2 separate regions of the Oryctolagus cuniculus genome follow, and region 2 is linked to region 1. The links are chromatin contacts, called in public Micro-C maps. All regions are on one chromosome and are shown on one strand. The core of a region is the stretch at or near the end of the contact, and the rest is flanking DNA. Distances in the headings are between cores, read along the strand shown.

Evidence for each region. A called contact is a pair of places that touch in the nucleus more often than the background predicts.
Region 2: a contact with region 1 is called in a Micro-C map of ear pinna, with 6 times the contacts expected there. The contact joins the promoter of SRSF5 here to the promoter of ERH in region 1. A contact is called at or near these places in 2 of 6 Hi-C or Micro-C datasets (ear pinna and an unstated tissue).

What each region holds. Positions count from the first base shown.
Region 1 is chr20:15,279,278-15,285,453 of mOryCun1.1, forward strand. ERH (ERH mRNA splicing and mitosis factor) reads right to left here and starts at 2,873. Exons shown (of 4, transcript XM_002721665.5): 1 at 2,720-2,873; 2 at 1-62. The coding sequence starts at 2,722. SLC39A9 (solute carrier family 39 member 9) reads left to right here and starts at 3,150. Exons shown (of 7, transcript XM_002721664.5): 1 at 3,150-3,967. The coding sequence starts at 3,857.
Region 2 is chr20:15,599,155-15,605,330 of mOryCun1.1, forward strand. It overlaps SRSF5 (serine and arginine rich splicing factor 5), which reads left to right and starts at 2,979. Exons shown (of 8, transcript XM_008248574.4): 1 at 2,979-3,262; 2 at 3,978-4,122; 3 at 4,397-4,467; 4 at 4,584-4,682; 5 at 4,970-5,039. The coding sequence starts at 3,997. LOC138847204 (a long non-coding RNA gene) reads right to left here and starts at 2,092. Exons shown (of 2, transcript XR_011384881.1): 1 at 1,887-2,092; 2 at 425-879.

The DNA.
Region 1 (6,176 bases), core at 1,623-4,122:
TAGTCAGCGTAAGTTCTGCCTTCTGGCCTCTTGGTAGGCTGTACCAGCAAAATGGTATGAGACTGCAAGGGAAGAAGTGATTTCAATGTAAGTGTCTAAGTTTCTACTGGAGAAATCCACAGTATCGTATACAATCCTTATTCATGACATAATCATTATATTAAAACACAGTGTCTTCATCTGACAGTTTTATTTATTTGAAAGGTCGATAGAGAGAGAACCTCAATTTTTTATCCACTGGCTCACTCCCTAAGTGGCCGCAACAGCCAGGAGCTAGGAACTCCATCCAGATCTGCTTACGCAGCCGGCAGCAACTCAAGCGCTCTCAGCCATCACCTGCTGCTCCCCAGGTACATTACAAGGGAGTTGGAACAGAAGTTGGAGTAGTTGGGAACCTGCACTCTGATATGGGATGTGGACATCCCCCCACTAAGCCACAAATGCCCAGTCCCTCCCCTCCCAACAGTAATTACGTCTCTGCCCAAGTGTGGATCAGAGACTGGATTCCTAAGTCCCTCAGCCTCCCAGTCCTGCATGACTGCTTCTGCAAACTCTAACCCTCCCTCCTGCCAAAGCTGTGACAACCAAAAATATACCCAGACATTGCCAAATGCCCCCTACAGGCGGGAGTGAAGACGGGGAATCTCCCTCAGCTGTGCATCGCTCTCCACTGAGACTGAGCCTGCCCAATTACCTGCCACCTAAGGTTCATTAGTTAGATGCTAGTGTGATGCAACTCCACCATAAACTCAATCCCCAATCAACGCACTCTTGTTTTTTCTTCTCTTTTGCAAGACCGTATTTTTCCTGGCCAAAACATCTAGCCTTAAAATGAACCTGGTGCTGGTTCACTCCCCACATGGCTGCAATGGCCAGAGCTGCACCAGCCAGGAGCTTCCTCCCGGCCTCCCACGCGGGTGCAGGGGTCCAAGGACTTGGGTCATCTTCTGCTTTCCCAGGCCACAACAGAGAGCTGGGTCGGAAGAGGAGCAGTTGGGACTCGAACCGGAGGACTAACCTACTGTGCCACAGCGCTGGTTCCCCTGGGGCTTTTCAATACTGCTGCCCAAAGATAAGGATTTAAAACTACTAAGAGTGGAACCTGACTAAATTCTAAAAACCTAAATTCTAAAAACTGCACTCAAGATGGCTGCCATTTTTAAGTGGCAGTGCTTCCCTGTTACCAAGCCTTTAAGGATCACTATACCCTTCCACTTTCTTCTTGGGAGCTCTTTTTAGAACACTTCGGTTTTATTAGAAATCCAAACATATTTGCCTTATCACTCTTTTCCCTTCTGGACAGATTTGGTCCTTGCTTTCTATGGTCCTTTCTCAGGGGAGTGCTTTTCCTCTTATAAATCTAGTTTATAGCATATACATCTATGATCTTCTATCTACACAATAAGAAGACTGTGAAAACCCATTTCCTTAATAAAATCCTTATTCTCTGGTTACCAAGCAGTAGCGATTCACTCGGATGAAGGGGTAACCGCCCCCCAAACATGAACTCTAAGAGGTCAGTCTGCTACTGCTGAAATGCCACAATACGTCAATTAGCTTCAAATGCTTTCCCCCAAACTACCAGGGAAGGGGAGGGAGGGAGGGACAAAGTCTGGTCTTCTGTCCCTGGCTATGTCGGTGGAATGCTACAGAAGGAAGGAAGGGACACTTACAAGTTCTGATCCTCAGCCTACTTCGATAAGTAACTGTTGCCCACATCCATCCGACGCGGGATGGACCTGTTACTGGGACTTTCTCAGGTTTCAATCTAAGCATTCGGACACAGTACCACATGGTGACATAAAGCCAGGGAAGGAAACTCAGAGGTCCAACGACTTGCCCAAGGTCACACTGCTGGTTATGGAACCGGAAAGATGGTCTAACTCAGTCCTCTTCGGGAGACCATGTTGGGCCAAACAATGAAGCAGCTCAACTCAGCAAAGCACACCTGGAGAAGTTCCTTGCTAACCCCCGCGGCAACCAGAAAAGGAAAGTCTACGTGTGGAGGCAGCCCCGATTCCTCTCTCTTGATCTAGAGACAAAAGCCCACCCATCGCCCCGCCGCCCCGCTCACAGGCGTCGGGAGGCCCGGCCCGGGACCCCACCTTGTCTGCCTCTGGTCCCCAGGGACTTAAGAAGGGCTAAGAACAAGACTGAAGGCGGAGGCAGAAGCCCAATGAGGCACCTAGGAGTCTCAGAGAAGGCGAAAAAGGAGGTAAAAAATAAGGGGTGGGGGGCAGGCAGGGCGCTGGAAAACAAAAGGGAACGGCTGAGGAAGCCCCCTTCGGAGCCAACACGACCCCTCTGGGCTCACAGGCTGGCTCCAGGAAGCCGGCGATTCTGTCAGTTTCGGGAAGGGGTTTGTCAGACGTCTCTCGGCCATTGTTCCTACAGCAGCATGCTTGGAGGGAAGGAGCAGCACCCTCACGCCTCCCTCCACCCAGCGGCCAGAGAGAGCGAGCGTATCCGCAGACCCACGGCACGCCTCGCTCGAGCCAGCAGGCGGGCGCGCAACCGTAGGGCGGACCCGGGCTCCGGGGCCTACAGCCAGGCCCCGCGTCCCCGCGGCGGGAAGGGGAAGGGTCGAGCCACGAGCTGCAGGGACGGGGAGCTGCAAGCGCGCGCGCTGGGAGAGTCAGGGCAAGAGGCTGGGGAGATGTACGGGACTGAGGTCGCTTGCAAAACGGGGGCCTCGGGGAGCCGCAAGGGCCTTTCTCACCATCGCGCCAAACTCTTCTCTTTGCAGCCGCTGCCGACACCGCCGCCGCACACGAGCTTAGCCGCAACGCCGCCAACAGCCAATCCCCGCGAGAGGAGCCGCCGGAAATCGTCGGGAGCGCGACGCGAAGAGAACCTTCGTACCATAGAGACGCACACGCTTCCGGCAGCTAGAGCAGATACTGACTCGGCTTCAGCCATCTTGGATAAGGGCGAAGAACTACGTAGGGAAAGCTTCGGCGCTGTAAAAAGAACGCTCTTTTTCAAGACTCTATTTCCCGTACCCTTTTTATTAGAAGTACGACTAGAATGATGGCCGGTATAGACAGGGACACCGGTCATTTTTTCACCAGCCCTACTCAAAAATGGCGGCCGCATAAGTAGCCCGGGCCATAGGTCGGTTGTAACCCGGAAGTGCTTTTCTGAAGCCGGGGCCAGTGAGGCAATCCGGAAGTGGATGTAATGAAGAGGTGCCACTTGGCGGCCATGGCAGCTGTAGTATCCGTGACTCCGAGTCAAGGCCCGGCGGAGTGGAATAGCATGGGCAGCGCCGGGTGTAGGGCAGAGACAGCTTTATGTCAGCTTCGCTGCTGAACCTCTAGGACTCTTCGTTAGAGACCTACAGGACTCATTTCCCTCGTCCAGACTTGGCGGAGAGTTTGCTGGGACTGGTGGGCTGGTCCCATCCCTGGGGGGCGGATCACCCGCGGGGCCCGCCTCAGGGAAACCAGGGTCGCCGCCACGACGCGCGGGTTCGCTTGGACTGTGCTGCCTTTCCTGCTGCCGCCTGGGACGTTGTCTGGGGGGTGGGGGGGTGCCGTTGTGCACCCTCATTCCGAAGATCGAAGAAGTCGCTCGTTCGCCCATTTCCCCAGTGCTCTTTACCCCCCGAGAACCCAGTGACAGGCATTGGCAGGGGCCCAGGATTGCTGAAAAGTTCTCTCTGGTGCTAATATCAGCAAAAAGGGGCTCTTGGCAGGTACGTGCGAGAGAAAGGTGCCTCGTGGACACAGCCGCAGGTGGGGAGGTCGCAAGGACTGGCGAGCGCACTTGTTCTCTTGGAACCGCGGCACGTGTGTCAAGAAGCTAAGCACCCATTGGAGCCACTGGAATTTTGTGGTCTGGTGGTGGTGGTTGGATGAACGAGGGCAGAATGGATGATTTCCTCTCCATTAGCTTGCTCTCTCTGGCTATGTTGGTGGGATGTTACGTGGCTGGCATCATTCCCCTGGCTGTTAATTTCTCAGAGGTAAGAGATTCTACGTTTTGTGTCCGCTGTCAGGATGGCTCCTGGCCGGTAGTGACAGTGGCAAGGGGGAGCTGCTTCCTGGTTCGTCTCCGAGCTCGCGGCCCCATCAAGGAAGAAAAGATGGGTAGCATTTAAGTAATAGAACCAAACCTTAGATAGAGCCAGAATTCTTCGTCTTGGGTGGGTGGGTACTCCACGGAAGATCTTGGGATATTCTGAAACCGCTTATAAAGATTCCCAGAAGTTTCAAGGAATCAGGCTCTAGATTGTTAGCGAGAAGATAAATGGAGAATGTTGTTTGTCCATATGTGTTCAAATCAATGTGATGACTTCTCTTCTTGAGAAAGTGAAATATTTTGTTTTTCTGTTTTTTTTTTTTTTTTTTTTTTTTTAGATCGCAGATCGCTGTGAATGTAAGGGGGAAAAAACACAAGTGGTTTTTAAGTTACATTTCCTTTTAAAGAAAAGCATTGAAATTCTGTTCTGAAGTTTTCATCCCTGTTTGCTTTGAAATGCATTTTTGGTTAATGTGTTGTCACATTTTGGTTAATTTGGTTGTCATTCGTGGAATACACATTAGCAGGGGAAGAGGATAGATGAGAGCGTTGCTCAGTGCGAATGCACGTGGATTCTTGATATTGTCGAATGTGCCCGCGGTGAGAGGGTAGGGAGAGAAATGGTGATTCAGAAGTAGCAGGTTCTTGTGAGTTTGTCCTGCCTCAGTGACGCGTGTCCTGAAAGTGCCCTCAGAGGGAAGGGGAGAGCAGAGGGCCCTAGAGAGGCGAGGACAGGGAACCGGGGTGAGGTGCGAGGCGGCCTTGAAGACGGTGAGGAGGGAAAAGCAGCCCACTGGCGGAGTAGCTGGGGCGAAGTGCTGGAAGTTCGCAGCCAGATGGAAGGGAGGCTGCAGGCGTTACCGTTCCTTTTCTGTTTTCCTTTTTTGCTGCACCCCTCAGCATCTAATGATAACGTTTTATTTTTATGATGTGCATTACCTGACTTCATTTTAATACTCGATGAGGAAACAGACTCAGATCGTGTGAGCTGAGCAAGTTCATGCAGTATACTGCGTTTAGAGCTGTTTTAAAAATCTTGATGGTTCTGTCTCAGCAGTTCTTAGCCACTCTGCTCACTGAGGCAAAGGTACATGGTACCTGGGACCTGGTTGTGGCACAGAGGTTTAAGCCACTATTGGGATGCCCACATCCCATATATCAGAGTCCTGGCTCTTTCTGATCTCGCTCCCTGCTGATGCATCCTGAGAGACAACAGAAAATGGCCCAAATGCCTGGGCCCCTGCCACCCACCTAGGAGACCTGGATGGAGTTCAAAGCTCCTGCTTCAGCCTGGCCCAGCCCTGGCTCTTGTGGGCAGAAGATATTCCACCCCCCACCCTCACCTTTCAAGTAGATGAAAACAAATAAACATAAAAAAAAAAAAAGGTACATGACTTGTATAAGGTGGTTCACCTCTGTCCAAGGGTGTAACACAGTAAGGAGTTAAATATAACAAAGTACAACTTAAAATACAGCTGATGTTTTCTTTCCCCAAGAACTCAGCATGTTTTCTAGACAGAGTATGCTATCAGGATGGATGGATATATTGTGAAACTGGTGATAAATGGGTAGAAATATACTTCATTCATGGAGAGCTGGATGTACAGTCTCTATCCTTAGAAACTAGCTCCCCAAACTCCTACCTTGGCTAAATGACTTTCCTTTTTCAAGAACGCTGGCTTTTCCTAGGGACTAGTGTTACAAATAAAAGAGCCAGGTAAACTTACTTATTTTACTTTCCCATTTACATGAAAAGGTAACCTTTTATTCATGTTCTTAATCTTGCTAATGCTTCGCTGTGCATCTTTTTCTTTGAGGAGTAAAAGCCAGATGACCAGTTCAATCGCTGGGTATGGCAAGATTAGTATTTAGAAGTCAATGTCAGCTTGTCTGAAACCTGCTGTAGCAGGGTCCACCTGCCACTCCATGACCAGCCAGAGGCTTAAGGGTGTTGATTTCTCTTTCATGTCACCAACGTTCCTTACCCCAAAGCCCTCTCTCTCTATACTGTTGTGAACTCCCAGGCCTTACCTGGCAACTGTAGCTTCATGCCTACTGGTTTATAAACAAAGGCAAAAGCAAATATAAATAACGACAGTAATCAGAATGCCAGGGTTTTTTTTTTAGCCTATGGAAAGGAGGAGAACCAAGTG
Region 2 (6,176 bases), core at 1,729-4,228, 320 kb after region 1:
ACTCTCCAATGGCCGCCGCTGCGGCCGGCGCACCGCACTGATCCGATGGCAGGAGCCAGGATCCAGGTGCTTTTTCCTGGTCTCCCATGGGGTGCAGGGCCCAAGCACCTGGGCCATCCTCCACTGCACTCCCTGGCCATAGCAGAGAGCTGGCCTGGAAGAGGGGCAACCGGGACAGAATCTGGCGCCCCAACCGGGACTAGAACCCGGTGTGCCGGCGCCGCAAGGTGGAGGATTAGCCTATTGAGCCACGGCGCCGGCCTCTTCTTTTGTTCTTCCTCATTCTCAGGCTAGAAAAACACACTTGAGTGTTTGAGACCCATAGGCCGTAATTTGCTAACTAGAGGAAATCAGAATTGTAACGAATGAAACACATCACAGTTATGCTGGACGTTCCCAACAGAGATGGCCAATCAACTTTGTGTTTATTTTTTTAAAAAGATTTATTTATTTATTCGAAAGAGTTACACAGAGAGAGAAGAGGCAGAGAGAGAGGTCTTCCATCTGATGGTTCACTCCCCAATTAGCCACAACAGCTGGAGCTGCACCAATCTGAAGCCAGGAGCTTCTTGCAGGTCTCCCAAGTGGGTGCGGGGGTCCAAGGGCTGGGCCATCTTCTACTGCTTTCCCAGGCCACAGCAGAGAGCTGGATGAGAAGCAGAGCAGCCGGGTCTTAAACCGGCACCCATATGGGATGCCAGCGCTTCAGGCCAGGGGGTTAACCCGCTGCGCCATAGCGCTGGCCCCTGTGTTTATTTTAATTTGTGATTTCTCTGCATCTTCTTTTCCTTTACTTAAAAGATTTGCTATTCACTTGGACGTCTCAGGAAAAGAATGTCAAGTCATTTTCCTGAAACATTAATGTAGGAACAGGATGATCTGTGGAAAAAAATAGTCAAACAAATCCAGGTCTATAAAAAATTTTCTGTGTTTGGCATTTCTGGAAAAGACAAATATGATGTATCTTTGATATGACAGTAATAAGGAATGATGAGAACGAACAAAATATTGTAGGATCACATAAGAGGCAGAGTAATTCTGCTGACAGAAGACAATTTTTATTGGAGAAAGTGGGAAGAAACACTCCAGGAGGGGGACATGGCATTAGGTAGTCATGGAAAAAACAGACGTTGCAGAAGGCAAGTGTTTTAAAATTGCATCACTAGGCAGTATCATGGAAAAATTGCTTTTGTGGAACTCAAAAATTTTTTAACAGTAAATAACTCAAGTGAGAAACGCTTATAAAAAATTAGTCCTGAAGAAAATCACACCACTGTAGGCTGAAGGCAGCAACTTTTTTTTTGGTAACATACAGCATCATCTTTCTTGTTCTTCTACTTCAAGAAATCTTTTTCACATTTTGCTGATCACAGCAAAAATATAGTGAGTGTAATGATAAGCAGTTGCTTCCACTACAAAATGTAGAAAATAATTGAAAGATCTCATTTTTAACTATGTAGAAACCATGCAAATCCAATAAGAGCACATATTTTTGTTTTGTTTTGAAGATTTATTTGAAAGGAAGACTTAGAGAGAAGGAGGGCGAGAATGAGAGGGAGAGACCCATCTTCTATTTGCTGGTTCATTCCACAAATGCCTGCAACAGCCAGAGCTGGGCCATGTGGAAGCCAGGAGTCTAGAATTGCATCCTGGTCTCCGACTAGAGTGGCCACCATCTGCGGCTTTCTCAGTTGCTTTAGCAGGGAGCTGGATTGGAAATGGAGCAGCTAGGACTAGAACTGGTGATCATACGGGATGCGGACATCACAGGCATTGGCTTAACTTACTGTGGAGCAACACCAGCCCCATGGGCAAGAGATACACTTTAAAATGCCAATGAGTGTATTGAGCCAACAGGGAAAGATAAAGTTTCAACAAATACTTACCATCTTTAAAATCCATCCTAATTCCCCACACCATAGGTAACTTCATAACACTGTTTGCCCCCACTGGGGCTATTTGCATTTAAAACTGTGTGAATGGAAGAGCTGGCCCCATACAAACTCTCCATGCTCTCATCCAGACTTCCTGAGGGCCCCATTCCAGAGGTCACGGGTAAGGCTAGCTGCTCTTCTGCTTGAACTATTTTCTGTCTGTGTAATTCTAGTTCCAAGCATGTAACGCTAGATGCTGGGCCTGCTCAGAAATGGAGTGCCTTGGTTTCCACCTAAAAGCATTAAAGAAGAGTTCTCTTTACACCTAAGATTCTAGGCCTGGCAACCTTATTGAGAAAACACTGGAGTTCAAATACCCACGTATTTGCCCTGTTGCACACCCACTTTAACAGCACAACACAAATTGTGTCGCTGAAGAATTGTAGGCTTTCATGTGTTTCATTACAGAAACCTGAACAGGGCGGATTAACCAAATCCCATTTGGACTTAAGGCAGCTGGAAACCTCTTCAAGCCAGCTCAGTTGCAGAGTGGTGGCAAGGCAGAAAACCATATTCCGGTTTCAATTCAAGAGGGCCTTCACGCTATAGTCTCCATTTTAAGATTTCATGACTCAAAAAACCTTCCATTAAAAAAAATTATTCTGTTCCTTAGGTCTTCTCACTACCATATGTCCATGGCGATTGACTTGAGCATCAAGGAGCGCCCTGGCCTTGAGTGAAACCACATGAAGCGCGCAGCACGGAGTCAGGGCAGCCAGGTCTTTTTACAGAGCCCGAGTTTCAATCACTCGTAATCTTCTGGGTACCCGAGGAAAATTCCGGATACAGAAAAGGGTCCAATTTGCTTTAAGAGACTTTTATGGGAACGATGTAAATGATCCGAACTCCACGCCTCAGGAGAAGCAAACGTCTCCAACGGCTACCGCTCCGAAGCACCTGCCGTTCCGCCCCCGACCCCACCCACCGCAGTCTGAGGGTCGCTCTAGGGGTCGCGGTAGGAAGACCCTTGCCCTGCGGAAGCTTCCGGCGCTGGACCCAACAGGGTGTGCACCACAGCCCCATGGGCGGTCCCGGAAGTGACGTAGGGACGCGCCCTCCATTTTGTGGAACGCCAGCGCTACTAAGTGCGTCAGTTGTCGAGAGGCGTAGACGAGTTAAGTTCTGGTCTGCAGGGAGGTTGACGACTCCGTCGCAGACTACGGACCTCTCTGGGTCTCAGCTGCCAAAGATCCTGTCCGGTAGGTGAGTGGCTCACTTTGAGGGCAAGGCTTCTCGGATCGAGGCTTCTCCATGGCCCCTCAGGTCGCGAGTGGTCGGGGCTGCTCTCTTTGCGGAGGACGGCGTCTAATGAACGCAGTTGACTCGAGGTGGGCGCTGGGGCACGTCTCCCTTTTGGTGTTGCTTGAGGGGTAGTGAAGGTGGAGGGGTGGTCATGTTTGCGGTCGTTTGTACACAGGGGTTGCGCGCCCCTCCCTGCCACTCTTGCGGCTTCGTTATCCAGCCGCCCCGAGTCGTGGGCCTAGGCGGCTCTGACTTTTGCTCAGGGTGTGGCGCGGGGGCCACCTGCGGGCGGGCAGAATGAGTCCGGAATGGTGGCACCGGGGAGGGAGAGGGAGAATTTGGCTCGCGCTACTCTGCCCGGCGCTGACTCCGCGGCCGCCATCTTGGGGCCGCCGAGTGCCCGCCCTTCGTTGTGTGCGCAGGCGCGGCCGCGGTCTCGCGAGACGCAGGTTCCCGCCCCCTGTGACGCGCCGGGCCTCTGCCATTGGGCTGGTCTCGCGGAGGGCGGGGTCGGCTCCGCCTGCGGTTCTCGGCCTTTCCTAACTGCGGCAGAAGGGAGGGGGCCGGGGCGTCGCGCGGCGGCGCGGCTGCGCAGTGCGAGAGGTGGCAGTGGGCGTTGCGGTTGCTGCGGTCCGGGGCCCCGGGGGTAGGGGGAGAGCCGGGGGGTCGCGTTGGGAGGCGGCCGTGTTGTCACCCTGCCGGGTAAAAGTTTTAAGCTACGTGTGATGCGTTCGGTGGCTTCTTCCGGCATTCCTCTGCGCCCTTCATTGGTATTGTCTCGATTGATTGATTCTCTGGCAGGAAGCGCTAGCCGGACACCATGAGCGGCTGTCGAGTGTTCATCGGGAGGCTAAATCCGGCGGCCAGGGAGAAAGACGTGGAGAGGTTCTTCAAGGGCTACGGACGGATAAGGGATATTGATCTGAAAAGGGGTTTTGGTTTCGTGGTGAGTATTCAGAACAAGGGTTGTTGAGTGGGTAAAGCTTTGGGTGAGCAGTACCGTGTCCAGGTAGAATATTGTGTCTGCAGCATAAAAGTTAGCGAATTGTCTTAAAGAACCCGCTGGCTGACTGGGATCCCCAGCCGAGTCACCCTCTTGATGAGGTTTATCTGCGTGGTCATGTCTTGATGCTCTGCCTCCCCTCCCCTGCCCTGCTTTTAGTGTTTGTATGTTGTGTCCACACATGCAGCCGCGCTAAGCGTCTTACACTTTATTGTAGGAATTCGAGGATCCCAGGGATGCAGATGATGCCGTATATGAACTTGATGGAAAAGAACTTTGCAGTGAAAGGTGAGAGGTTCTTAGTGCAAAATGGAGCAGACCAAGGCGGCCGGGATGTTATCTTAAACAGGGCTCGCTCCCGTACAGCTTGAGTGTATAACGCGGGCTCGTTCTTGTTTCTGTAGGGTAACTATTGAACACGCTCGGGCTCGGTCTCGAGGTGGAAGAGGTAGAGGACGATATTCTGACCGATTTAGTAGTCGCAGACCTCGAAATGATAGACGGTATGTGATGGGCGGAGGACTGCTGCTGATTCTGGCTACCGGGACTTGGTTTAAGCCTGAGGAACCATTAACAGTAAATGATGCTGGGACTTGAGTCTGGTGTGTTCCTGTGTTAGCTCACTGGTCCTGGTGAGTCTGTAATGAGTCACAGAATAACACAGAAAGTGTTGATGGAAGTCACCTGGTGACTTGTCACGGCTGAGTGTTTGAGCTTGTCCAGGGTTGAACACTAGAAGTGCGCTCGGCACTGCATTGCTTCCATTGTGAATACTCATTTTCTTCCTCAGAAATGCTCCACCTGTAAGAACAGAAAATCGACTTATAGTTGAGAATTTATCCTCAAGAGTCAGCTGGCAGGTTTGTTGAAATACGGTTTTTGCGTTATTTTGATGTGGATTTTTTTAAAAGAAATATTAATGGGTAGCTAATGTTTTATTAATGTTTTAAAATTAAAAGTAATTTTATCTTTAATTAATTTATTTTAATGGAATTGTAATTGTAAAGTTAAATTAATTAATTGTAATTGGGGGATATTTTATTATTAACTAATCAAATGTAAATGTTTTGAGGATATTTTTCTTGTTTTGAAAAATCAATTTTAACCAAATATTAAACCCTTTATTTGCCAGCCTATCTGTGTCGTTGGCCTTATGACGAGGAGTGCCTGTGGGTTATCCTAATCGTTGTCTTGGTCACTCTTGGTTGGGCCTGGTTGACTTTGCCAGTCAGCTCCTACAGTGATCAATTGGCCACCTCTAGATCTGTGTTTGCCGGTCTAGACGTAATCGGTGCACTTCCTTGAAGTGCCAGGTTGCAGCGATCCCAGAGCGTTGATAACGTGATCTGATCCCTAAGTTGAAAGCTGTCTTCCTGTAACGCTTCCGAATAAGAGGTCCTGGTCGAAAAGAGTTGAAAGATACGCAATTAGGTGTTCGTTGGCGTCCTGATCGCAGTGCAGTGGTCCTTGGTAACTGCTCAAGAGTAGAACATGTCTGCATCGCCAGTAGTCCGCTGATAGGGAGGGGCTGTGCGATTAAAGGCTTCCAGCGATTGGGTAGTATCCTTCAAGTGGGTGGCGAAGAGCCAGTCGGGCCTATGTCATGAAGGTTTCTCCGACCGATAAATGGTTTGCTGCTTGACTAGCCTAGGGAAATATTAATAAAGGTAAAGTAAACTTTTTTAATGGCATATGGGGCACAAAATAACTGGTGTCTTGTAAATGTTCTGTTTTTTTTTTTTTTTAATATAAATCTTCTACTTTAGTCTTTACTTTAAAATTTGTATTGTTTCTTTTTGTTTTTTTGTTTTTTTGTTTGTTTTTTTCCCCTTTGTACTGAACTCAGTATAGACTAATACTACTTTAATGTTAAAATCTGAATTTCCTTTAGCATTTTGCTTAAAAGCAATATGCTATTTGCTTATTTCGTGCCCTGATAGATACTTTTTGAATTCTGATAGAATACAAGTGTGGTAAATGCCATGTTTGTATATCTA